3 separate regions of the Sus scrofa genome follow, and regions 2 and 3 are each linked to region 1. A link is a contact called in public Hi-C and HiChIP or PLAC-seq data. All regions are on one chromosome and are shown on one strand. The core of a region is the stretch at or near the end of the contact, and the rest is flanking DNA. Distances in the headings are between cores, read along the strand shown.

Region 1 (3,421 bases), core at 775-3,274:
CTCAGAGCACCTCGCAGGCTGTAAAACTAGTGCAACTGCCTCCGTTTCTTCATCTGAAAAATGGGGCAGGTAGGATTAGATGAGATGTTGCATGTCAAGGACTTAGCACAGTGCCTGGCACAAACCAAAGCCTCAATAAATGTCAAATTTAATGACAGAAACACACCTATCTGTGGGCCTCTTCAGTTTTCTCATTCATTCAATAAATATTACTCTACACCTACTATCTGCCAAGCTCCATGCCAGACACTGGAGATACAAGCATGCCTAAAACTCAGTCCCTTTAACTTTACGGAGCATCAAGTCTAGTGGGAGAACTGAACCATGAACATGAGTGACCTCAGACAGAAATGTTTAGAGCCAGACTAGGAACTGTAGAGACCCCAGGTGCTAAAAGGCTTATGGTACCTCTCTCTGTAAAAATACCAAAGGTAAAAATGTCCTGGAATTAAACAGCATCTTCCTTGATTTTCTGATTTTAAAATTCCAGATCAGTTCGCTGAAGCCAGATGTTTTGGCATTTAAGCCTTAGTGATTCTCTAAAAGGTACTTTGCAGGACTGGGTCAAAGAAAATTCAGGGCAGGGCTTACAAACACTCGGAGGCATCCAATCCTGACCTGGTGTATCAAAGTTTTTGAAGGAAGACTCTTAAAAGGGTTAGCCAGGTGAAGTGAACATGAGGAAGACAGCTGTTTATCAAACATAAAACCAAAAGGATGTATTTCTAAAGTCTAGGGCTGTATATTTTTTCATTTGCTCACTCATTCGTTCAATGTAAACCACTTCACATCTCTTGCAGAAAAAGATCAGAATACAATCTCCCTTCCTGAGATGTAGCAGAGAGCTCACGTCGCCAGATAATCCTACTGCTACCATCACAACTTACTCCAGTTCTTCACACGCTGGTAGAAACAGCTGGAGCCTGAAGCACCCAGCTCCTAGCTACTCCAGCCACAAAAGCCCCAACAGGCACATCAGCCTTGGCACCCGCAGTTAGTTAGCTCCTTCTAACTGGGATGAGCTTCTGTTCATCCTCCAAAACCCAATTGAAGACTCTTCCTCTCCCAAGCCTTCCCTAAGGCGCCAGGTGTGGTTGTGCCTCGTCCCGGTGCCTTCTTTGGATATCTTTCTATTCTGGGTACCTGCCCCTACTAAACTCTCAGCTCCCTTAAGCCAAAGGAGTATGTCTGAGGGCTCTGCATCCTCAGTGCCCGCTGCAAGGCGCTGCACAGAGCAGGATGCACGGCAGCCCTTTTACAGATGAGAAAAGGAAGTCTGCCCCAGCTGAACCGAGTCGTTCAGGAAATAGCCAAGTCTCCCATTCTCTGCATCCAGCGCCCCAGAACCCGCGCCGACTTCTGGAAAAGCAGAAGCTGGGGAAGTTGTTTTTTTAGGGAATGAATGGAGAAGGGAGAGTGGGAGGCCGGGGGAGGGGTAGCGGGAGAAAGAACTAAGATCCCACCCGTCCGGTTCAGGGGGTTTCTCTGAAGCCAAGTAGCGGCGGGGGATCTGAGGTCAAGACAACCCAGGGGTGCGGTGGGAGCCGCCACCAAACCCCATAGAGAGCAGTTCACACACTCCCTCGCAGAGACACACACTGAGACAGAGACCCTGCCCCTGAAGCCCACCCGCCGCTTCTTCCTTACCAGGGAAAGGTGGCCATCTTCCCAGTCACATGACAGCTAGTTCGGGGACCGCCAGCCCAATTTGCCCTTCCAGACCCCGCCCCCTCCATGCCGCCATGATTGTGAAGGGCGGACACCCTCCCTCTAAGCACGAGCTGCCCGCCCCTCTCCGGCCGCCATGATTGTGAGGGGCAGCGTCGGCCCAGTAGGCTGTCGCAGCGCTGGCCTGCGTCGGGAGTGTGAGTGGCAGGCGGCTGCCTGACCCCCCGGGACCCCCTGGAGGCGGTGAAGAATCCAGACACGCGGGGGTATCGGACGCTAACTGCGGCTGGGGGTGGAAAGGGGGTGTTTGGGACCCAGTCGGCGCGAGCTTTCGCGGCTAATTCGCAGTTTGACCCGGTAAGCCACGCCCCTTCCCCGGGCCACCGCGTCCCCCTCTGTGCACTGCGGAAGTTAGGCATTTCCGGTATCCTCCTCTTGGGTCCTTAAGGGCTTCCCTGGATCATAGTGTGACAGCTCTCAACTGGAACTAAACTGGAGAAAGCAGAGGTCACCTTTCCTCCGTCTTGGCGAAGCCCTGCGTTTCTATGAAGGTGGATGTTCATTTCCGCTGCAGAACTTCTGTGCTCCAGTGTTTTCTCTGATTAAAAAATAACTACACTGAGCACCTTGCATTCACTCTTCATGTGCTCCTCACTGCAAACCTCTGAAGTAAAAGCGATTATCACCTGTTTCGGCTGGTAGGCGCCCAGCCCGGGTTGGTTAACAGCTAATCACAAAGCAGCATCTTATCCTCACTTTTTTTGTTTCCCTTTTCAAGTGTCTTTTCTGACAAAAAAAGAGGTTGGAAAACCACATTCTTTTGAGTGTCTTTGAGGACGCCCTCCCCAGGAAAAGACAATAGAATAATACACACTTAAACCTGTAATGGAATGTGTTGTTTATCACGCTGAATCCTAGTTTCTTCATCTGTGAAATCAGGATAATTCTGACGGAAGTGAAGGGAGATACATATAAAATGGCCGGCAAATGGTCAGTACTCACTGGAAGCAGTACGTGACTAGGTAAGCTTAGATCACATCGTGCCTTCTGTGACCTTCCTGTTTTCAGAGCTCTGTCTGTCCACAGCAAGAGACTGACTCTGCAGTAGATCATAAAGTAGGGCTTCTCTCCTTTGAACTGCACAGGCTCATCTGGGGATCTTGTTCCATGCAGGGTCTGATTCAGGTCTGGGCCAGGACCTGGGCTTCTGCATTTCTTACAGGTTTCCAGGTGGCCCTGCTGCTGGTCTCTGGATACAGAAGGGACTGTGGTAGTTTTAGGTGGTAAGGGGGCGGGGTAGGGTAACTCAGGATTCATATTCAACCATGCCCACTGAATCCAAGCCCTGTACAGCATGTCTACTATGCACAGATAAGGGGAAGTTACCCTGAAACACTAAAGTTAGGGGAAGGGTGAATAAGGGATTTTCCCCACCATAGGCTGAGAAGCAGAATCACAGTTCTGGTGGCACCTTTGTCAGCCACCTCAAGAAACTGAATTTCGAACCAGAGAAACTGACCAAAATGTAATCAATTAAATAAATAAAAACGTAATATTTTACTGTCAGGCATAATTTTGGTTAGACACCATAGCTGTCCTCAGAGCTGTCTTTAGAACCTAACCAACGTGGCTCCACTGCACCGTATTCCAATCTGATTTGCTGTATTCTGTGACTGGGTCTCCTTTGGTTTGTTGTTGGGTTTTTGGTTTTTTTTTTTTTGTTTTGTTTTTGTCTTTTTTGTGGGGGGGGGGG
Region 2 (3,452 bases), core at 736-3,235, 600 kb after region 1:
CTTTATTGTACAAAATGGGGCAAAAGGCTCCATCCAAGAAAGCCATGCTAAGTGTAGGTGTTTTTTGTTCTTATTAGGGCGACTGGAATTTTAGTTAAAGACCTTCCACCAGTGCTCGGTGTTAAGTTGCTGGTTAGGTCTGGGAACACATTCCTTGAGTAAGAGATACTCTGTGGAGAATCTGTGCTGTTTGAAAGCAGATCCTTCAGTTTTCACCTACTTGAATTGCACAAGCTGCTGTTGAAAGAGAAGTCTCTTCTGAAGTTGTACACAGGGAACTTGGATAAAAACCAGGCGCACTCTGTAGCAAAAGCTGATTTCCCAATGTACAAATGGCAGTTTTTAAACTCTAGTAACTGATGCCCTCTTCTTCGGAAGTGGATGTTACTGTACCTAAAGTACTGTTTTGCATTCAGTACTCTCTATATTCATCACGTGGTTGGTTGCTCGCTGTTTGCGACCTTCTGATTTTCTTTTGAAGAGGTAGGGAAGGGCCTACTCTTCAAACTCCAACTAAAATCTCCCCAAATGGGATATATCAACTGGCTGCATTTTACCTGCATAACCTGTTTTTCTCCCCAACATTTCCCTAAGTGGAACTTTACTGAAGAGTCAGTCCCCTTCCCTTGCAGAGGCTTTTTTTTTTTTTTTAATCTCCCTCCAAGTGTTTATACCTGATCAGATGCTTTATTTTTTTTCACAGTAAAAAAAGAAACTTACATTCTTATATCACAACAGAACAAAGGGTGGAAAAAAATGTATACATGTAAGTGTAACTTGGTCCCCATGCTGTACAGCGGGGAAAAAAAAAACACAATTGGTTAATAGTATAATAAAAAAATGCCACATGAGATACCAAAAAAACCCAAAAACAAACGATGGCATAATATAGAAGACTATAAAAAGTTAAAAGCTATGCTAAGTTTTCCTCAAAAAGACATCTGACCAGGTCAACATTTAGCATATTTCGAGCAATGAAAATGAAAGCATTTTTTAAATACATTTTTGTGAAGTCCTGGAGAGAAAAGATTTCTCAACACAGCTCATCTAGTTTTTGTTTTTGTTTGGCCGCTCCCCTGGCATTCATCTGCTTCTTAAATTCCAATTCATTCCACCCTTATGAGAGAGTTGACATCTTTCCTTAGCATGACCTCTAATGTAAAAAGATCTGTCAAAACAAGTCCCTTTTTGGAGAGGGAGTTCGTAGTTTACCCCACAAAGAATTTCCCCAAACACCCTATATAAACAAGCCGATTTTTTTAAGTCAATGCATTTTTCACAAGTTGTCGAACTACGCCAAGATTTTCTCCTACCCCCATCAAACTAAGGCCTTAAAGGGGAGTAACATTGCGGAAAAAAAATCTACATAAATAGCCCTATTCATTTGTCCGCGAAACCTCACGAGATGGGCACGAGTCATAAATCCAGGCTAAACTGCTCAAGGCTGCGGGAGCAGGGATCAGAAGGCGGGGCCGACGGGGAACAGCTGGGGCGAGGGCCACAGGCTGCTTCTGTTAAGAGGATCCCAGCCGGCCCCCTTAATCACAATGAAGTTAGCGTCACATGACCACCTCTGCCTTCCGCCTGATACTGGGTGGCATATTTCCTCGAGGACTAATTCCGGAGAGTCTCCTTGGCTGCTTTGAGGTCCCCCTGAAAGAGCGTCCGAGAGCTACGGTTCCCACAGGCCCCGGGGATACTGAGGCCACACCAGGCCCCGGGCAGCGGCCGTTCAACCGCTTCTGAAAGGCCTGGGCGGGGCGTCGCACACCTCCTGGGCGCTGATTGGTCATTCAGTGTCCCCGCCTCCTCGGCCCCGGCGTTCTCACTCTCCTTTGACCTCGGTTTCAAGACATGCGCTGGACAGCGGTTGGCCGCCCCGGCTTCAGCTTCATCTTGATTTGCCCAATGAGGAGCGAGCTTCGCGGGGTCTGTCGGGAAAGGCATCCAGCCTATATAAGCGGCTTGCGGGGCGTACCCTGATGCCAGGGTAGCCTTAAGGGGTTCGAGAGAGCTCTTGGTTTTGTGGCGTCTTTCGCTCCTAGAGACGACACCTCAGGGACGATGGCAGAGGGAGATAATCGCAGCACCAATCTGCTGGTGAGTCCTGGCGGCTTCGTCGTGAGGGAAATGCGCTGGGTTTCTGGATATTAGGCTCCATGGGACGGCGCTGCGGCTTCGTTCCTATCACCTGCCGCGGGCCCGGCCTCCTCTCCCGGTGCCCAGGTGCAGGCGACGACTCCTGCCCTTTGGATGTCGTGGGTGAGCCTTGCTTGGCGGTCACTAGTCGTGTCCACGCCTAACATCCCTTGGGGACGGTTCGCGACGGAGCGAGGGCGCGTGATCATTCACCGCGAATAGAGGTTGAGGAGGAAGCGAGAGAAGAGGGGCTGGGACCCGCCTGGGGTGCAGTCACTGGCTGAGGGCCGCGAGTGCCCTGTCGAGTGCTTCGGGGGGCCCAGGCCCCAGCGGTATCCGGGTTTTCCCTCTTTCATCTTAAGCAGGACATCCTTTCGCCCTTTTCCCCAGTATTTGGTCAGGGGTTGAGGGTCAAAGGGTTGCTGCCGATAATTTGTTAGAGCTGGCACAGCTTAACACGGCAGCGAGGCTGCAAACTCACCGCTGGGAACCGAAAGTAAGAGTCCAGCCGGAAGGACTATGGGAGGTCTCGGCGTTAGTCTGTAACTGATAAACCTTTGGGGAAGGGGGAGGGTCACGGGAGGACTTTCGAGTAAGCAGGGGTCTAAAGGAAATGCAGTGAGGTTCTATCACAGGCAGACAATTTTAACCTCACTGAGAATCACGCAGGATCTAGGCAAAAGGGAAGGAAGGATCAGTCCATTTTCTACGTTGCATTTTCCCCAGGGAGAGTGCTAATGAATTAAGTGACTTTGCAGGGCAGTTTTGATTGTGCATGATTTTCGTTTTGCATTGATTTTTAGAAACGTATGACCTCTGCCCCATGACACACACACAGCAAAAACCTCTTCTCTGTGGTAAGCCTAGTTAGCCCCAGCCAGCTTCGTTTTAAGAATTGATTGTAGCACAAAGAAGTTGCCCAAGTTTACACAGCTGTTGAGACAACCGATATGGGCTCTGCTCTGCTGCTCTCTCTGCAGAGCAGTGTGGCTTTAAGGACAGGCCTTTGGCCTTGGATTTGCCAGATTCAGATCTGTTAACCTCTGTGTATCTCAGTGTCCTTATCTATAAAATGAAAATAATAACATCTTCCTTTCAGTTTGTTACGAGAAATGATTAAAATATAAACACAGAAAACATTTAGCAGAGTTTCTGGCACATGATAATCTTTTTTAACTTATTAAACATAGTATATAAAGTCAGAAATATTGAGGTTCCACCTAAGTGATCAGTGTGGCACAGCATTTTTTTTTTTTTTTTTTTTTCTTTTTAGGGCTGCCCCCATGGCCTATGGAGGTTCCCAGGCTAGGCTA
Region 3 (4,000 bases), core at 1,419-3,918, 870 kb before region 1:
CAACTTGAGCAGAGGTCCCCAAAGAGTGGTGGCTGTCTGGCCTGGCCCACCCAGCCCAGACCCTGGTCAGACCCACTACCCTCCCATGCTGGCTCCTCACCTCCGCCCCCAGGGATCCCAGACTGCACTTCAGGATGGATGAGGGGTAAGGGACAAGTGCTGGAGGCTGCTCTGTCGAAGAGAAATAAGCCCAAGTCTTCACATGTCATTCTGTTTGGCAGCGGGGATTGAGGAGAAAGGACCACCCTTTACTATTTGCTGGCAAGGTACAGCCTGCGTCTCTGTACCTTTTTACAGAATAAACATTTCCTTGAACTGGATGAGGAAGTACTCACCACTAAGTTTTTAGTGTTGTAACTTTTTTTTTATTATTACTCAAGGAATTTAATACATTTATAGTTGTACAATGATCATCACAATCCAGTTTTATAGGATTTCCATCCCACAACCGCGGCGCATCCCCTCCCCGACACACCTGCAACTTTGTTTTTAATTTGGGGGGATAATATCTTCAAATGCTTACAGAAATCATAAAAGATACTCAGTGAGGAGTTCCTGTTGTGGTACAGTGAAAAAACGAATCTGACTAGGAACCATGAGGTTGCAGTTTCGATCCCTGGACTTGCTAAGTGGGTTAAGGATCTGGCATTGTTGTAAGCTGAGGTGTAGGTGGCAGATTCGGCTCAGATCCCAAGTTGCTGTGGCTGTGTAGGTCAGCAGCTGTAGCTCCAATCAGACCCCTAGCCTGGGAACCTCCACATGCCGTGGGTGTGACCCTAAAAACAAAGGGGGGAAAAAAAAGGTACACAGTGAAAAATCTGCCTCCCACCCCCAGCCTCAGGTTTCACCACACCCTTAATCCCTCAGAGAACCATTGTTATTATTTCTATGTATCTTTTAAGGGTTTCTTTTTTTTTTTTTTTTTTTTTTTTTTGGTCTTTTTGCCATTTCTTGGGCCGCTCCCACGGCATATGGAGGTTCCCAGGCTAGGGGTCTAATCGGAGCTGTAGCTGCCAGCCTACGCCAGAGCCACAGCAACGCAGGATCTGAGCCTCGTCTGCAAACTACACCACAGCTCACGGCAACGCCGGATACTTAATCCACTGAGCAAGGCCAGGGATCAGAACTGCAACCTCATGGTTCCTAGTCAGATTCGTTTCTGCTGTGCCCACAACAGGTACTCCTTATTTTGCATTTAAAATGAAAATTTCAAACTATTTTATCCACTGCATTCAGAATCCTTCAAACAAACTTTGAAAAGAAAATTGACCAGTCATTTGGAGCTTAAAGTGAGCCTAACCATTGTGTTCTGCCAAATACCAGCATCCTCCTCATCAAAACCATAAGACTATCTTTTCCCCAACAAAGTTCTTTTCCTGTTTTTCCAGAGATTTTAGCATTTCATAAAATCCATTTTCCAGGTTTCTAATACTATTTGCAGGTAAAAAAGATCTGAGACAACTTTCCCAGTGTGAGTCCAGATTTTTGTACTGAGCCATAGAAAACTCATCTAATAAAGATGGTACCAGTGCTGATCAGACAGGCTTTTGAAAGTATTTAAGGTCTCATCAGACATGCAGCCTCTACATCTATATAAACAGCAGTGCCAAGGGGATTTTCACCTCCCCACATCTCCGTAAATACCTTCTCCATCAAGTAATCCAAGTAATAACCATGGGTTGGCATATATACCCTCAAAGCAAGATGAAACCCCTACTGTTCTCCGCAATCTAACAAGACCCTGCCTTAAACTTCCATAAGAATTTTTAGGGCTATGCTTGACCACCTAATAGAGAAAAGTGGCTGCCCCCAGGTTACTTCTAAGTAGACACTAGAGTGAAAACCTCAGCTTAGTCTACTTGGACTCAACTGAATTTTTTTTCCAAAACATCTTAACAAGTTAATCTGTGCACATAATTTTTAAAAAATTAAATAGCACGAAAAGCTCAAAATGAAAGAAACTCAGCTGCTATGTTTACAGCCTTTTTGTATGTACATAGTCCTAGTCACTTACTAGATAGAATTATTAACAATAACTGAGAAATTCTGATAGAAACACATTGGCTGCCCAGGATTTCAGGAGAGCACTTTTAATTTCTTTTTGTCTGTTTGTTTGCTTGCTTGTTATCTCTGCTCAAAAGTACATGTGGGCCAGCCCAGAAAACTTTGCATAGGAGACAGATAAAGTGATACTCACTAAAGTGACAGATTCCAACACAGCAGGAGATGATAGCAGACCTGTTTCTAGAAGAGTAACCCTGAAACTTGAACTCTTCTATCTACGTTGGTCTTGGCAGTAGCCGCAAGAGAATGGAAAAGTTGTGGGACAGTCAGAAGCAGTAAGATGTGCCCAGAGTGCCTTTCCTGGATTGGTGGAGCCATTCTGGAGGGAGGAGCAGAAGTTCTGGGCCAAGTTTACCTTGGAGATTTACACAGTCCCCTGAGACTGTTCCTTTTATAATTAATGAGTTACTGGACTTACTGTCATGACTCAGCAGATCTGTGAGGAACCCAGGATCTGTGAGGATTCAGGTTCCGTCTCTGGCCTCAGTGGGTCAGTGGGCTGTGGATCTTGCAGCCGTAAGCTGCAGACGTGGCTTGGATCCTTCCTTGCTGTGGCTGCGGTGTAGGCTGGCAGCTGGAGCTTCGATTGGTCCCCTAGCCTGGGAACTTCCATATGCCGTGGGTGTGCCCCTGAAAAGGAAAAAATAAAGAAGTTAATGATTTTCATACACCACAGGTTTTGGGGAGGCTGGGGAAGTAATGCATTTACATGGAGGGAAAGTGTCCATGGAGCTCCTGGAGAGGTTAGTCCTGTTTACAGGTGATTGTGTTTAGGGTGCAGTTAAGCCAGGGAGAAGGACAAGGAAAGTCTCTAAGCTGTTCAGTTTTAAAGTATTCATTTCTAAAAGAAGCATAGGGATCTAACTTTTTTCTTGGGTGTATAAGATGCCTATATTATTACGTGTATTCCTTGAGAGGGAACCAGGATCCTGCCTCAAGGCTGTACAGTTGCCTGACTGTTCCTCCCCTCCCTGATCAGTAACTATCTGACCATGTCCCTATAGGAACTCAGGGAAGGTCATGGTAGCTGAGTAAGACTCATTTCCTAAGAACAAGAAATGGGGTACACAAAAAGGCTTTTGCACCCAGGAGCCCCACAGTCCGGTTTCGCTATCACTTTATCGATCATTTTGGGAGCTGAATTCAGTTGAAAAACTTTGAGCACCTACTATGGGCTAGGCACTATGCTAGGCACTGAGGATGAAAAGAAAAACTAAACAATTTCAGCGAGCTCTCTCTGTGCCTCCTGACACCACAGCAAGGCCAGTGTAATGAGACTTCTTTTCACAAGCAACTGAGGACCTCCAGAAATAGATGCTGCACAATCTCCACCAATGACATTTTGAAAAGTAAAGGCGGAAGCAAAGGTGAAAGCCAAAAATAAGATTTTTGGATATAATGGTCAATCTGGGGTTAGAATAAAAGATGACTTTCAGTTCAATGACCCTTTTGCAGATTACTTCCATTGGAATTTGTGGGAACTCAAATCTGGCAACAACTTTTGTACTGGAGCAGTAGTTGAGGGTGAGTGCTGCCCACCATAGCTGTTAACCAAAGGTCTTTGCAGCCATCAGCCACTGCATCCACTGGATGGTGAGCCCTGAAGAAACTCAGGATGGAAACAGAATGCCAGCCATCAAACCATCAGACACTGTAGCCACCAACTCCCACCTGTTCCTCCCCCCCCCCCAGTGTACCCTCAAGAGACTCCGGATGAGAAAGCACAGGACACTGGCCCTAGATAGCTGAGGTGCATATCAAAGGAATGATTTCAGTGAACCCTGACTCTTGCATTTCCCATACATGGAAAAGCACTAAATCCCTTAACCAGAAATAATCTTTTGATGTTCATACTATCTGGTCTTGGTTGCAAAAACTCCTATATATCCTGACTCCTCTCTTACCTCTTTGGAGCAGTCCTTAGAGTTATCAGATA

The links. Hi-C and Micro-C count contacts between places; a contact is called where the count stands out from the background. HiChIP or PLAC-seq counts read pairs in DNA pulled down with a chosen protein or histone mark.
Region 2: a Hi-C map of liver shows a contact between it and region 1, with 5 times the contacts expected there. The contact joins the promoter of ARL6IP1 here to the promoter of C3H16orf62 in region 1. A contact is called at or near these places in 1 of 5 promoter capture datasets (liver), 1 of 47 Hi-C or Micro-C datasets (liver) and 1 of 2 datasets of contacts at active chromatin or transcription factors (alveolar macrophages).
Region 3: an H3K27ac HiChIP or PLAC-seq map of alveolar macrophages shows a contact between it and region 1. The contact joins the promoter of ACSM3 here to the promoter of C3H16orf62 in region 1. A contact is called at or near these places in 2 of 2 datasets of contacts at active chromatin or transcription factors (alveolar macrophages and skeletal muscle).

The regions. Positions count from the first base shown.
Region 1 is chr3:26,155,313-26,158,733 of Sscrofa11.1, forward strand. It overlaps C3H16orf62 (UPF0505 protein C16orf62 homolog), which reads right to left and starts at 2,025. Exons shown (of 31, transcript XM_021086527.1): 1 at 1,648-2,025. The coding sequence starts at 1,736.
Region 2 is chr3:26,758,660-26,762,111 of Sscrofa11.1, forward strand. It overlaps ARL6IP1 (ADP ribosylation factor like GTPase 6 interacting protein 1), which reads left to right and starts at 1,986. Exons shown (of 6, transcript NM_001244213.1): 1 at 1,986-2,100. The coding sequence starts at 2,065.
Region 3 is chr3:25,281,395-25,285,394 of Sscrofa11.1, forward strand. ACSM3 (acyl-coenzyme A synthetase ACSM3, mitochondrial) reads right to left here and starts at 2,669. Exons shown (of 14, transcript XM_021086514.1): 1 at 2,483-2,669.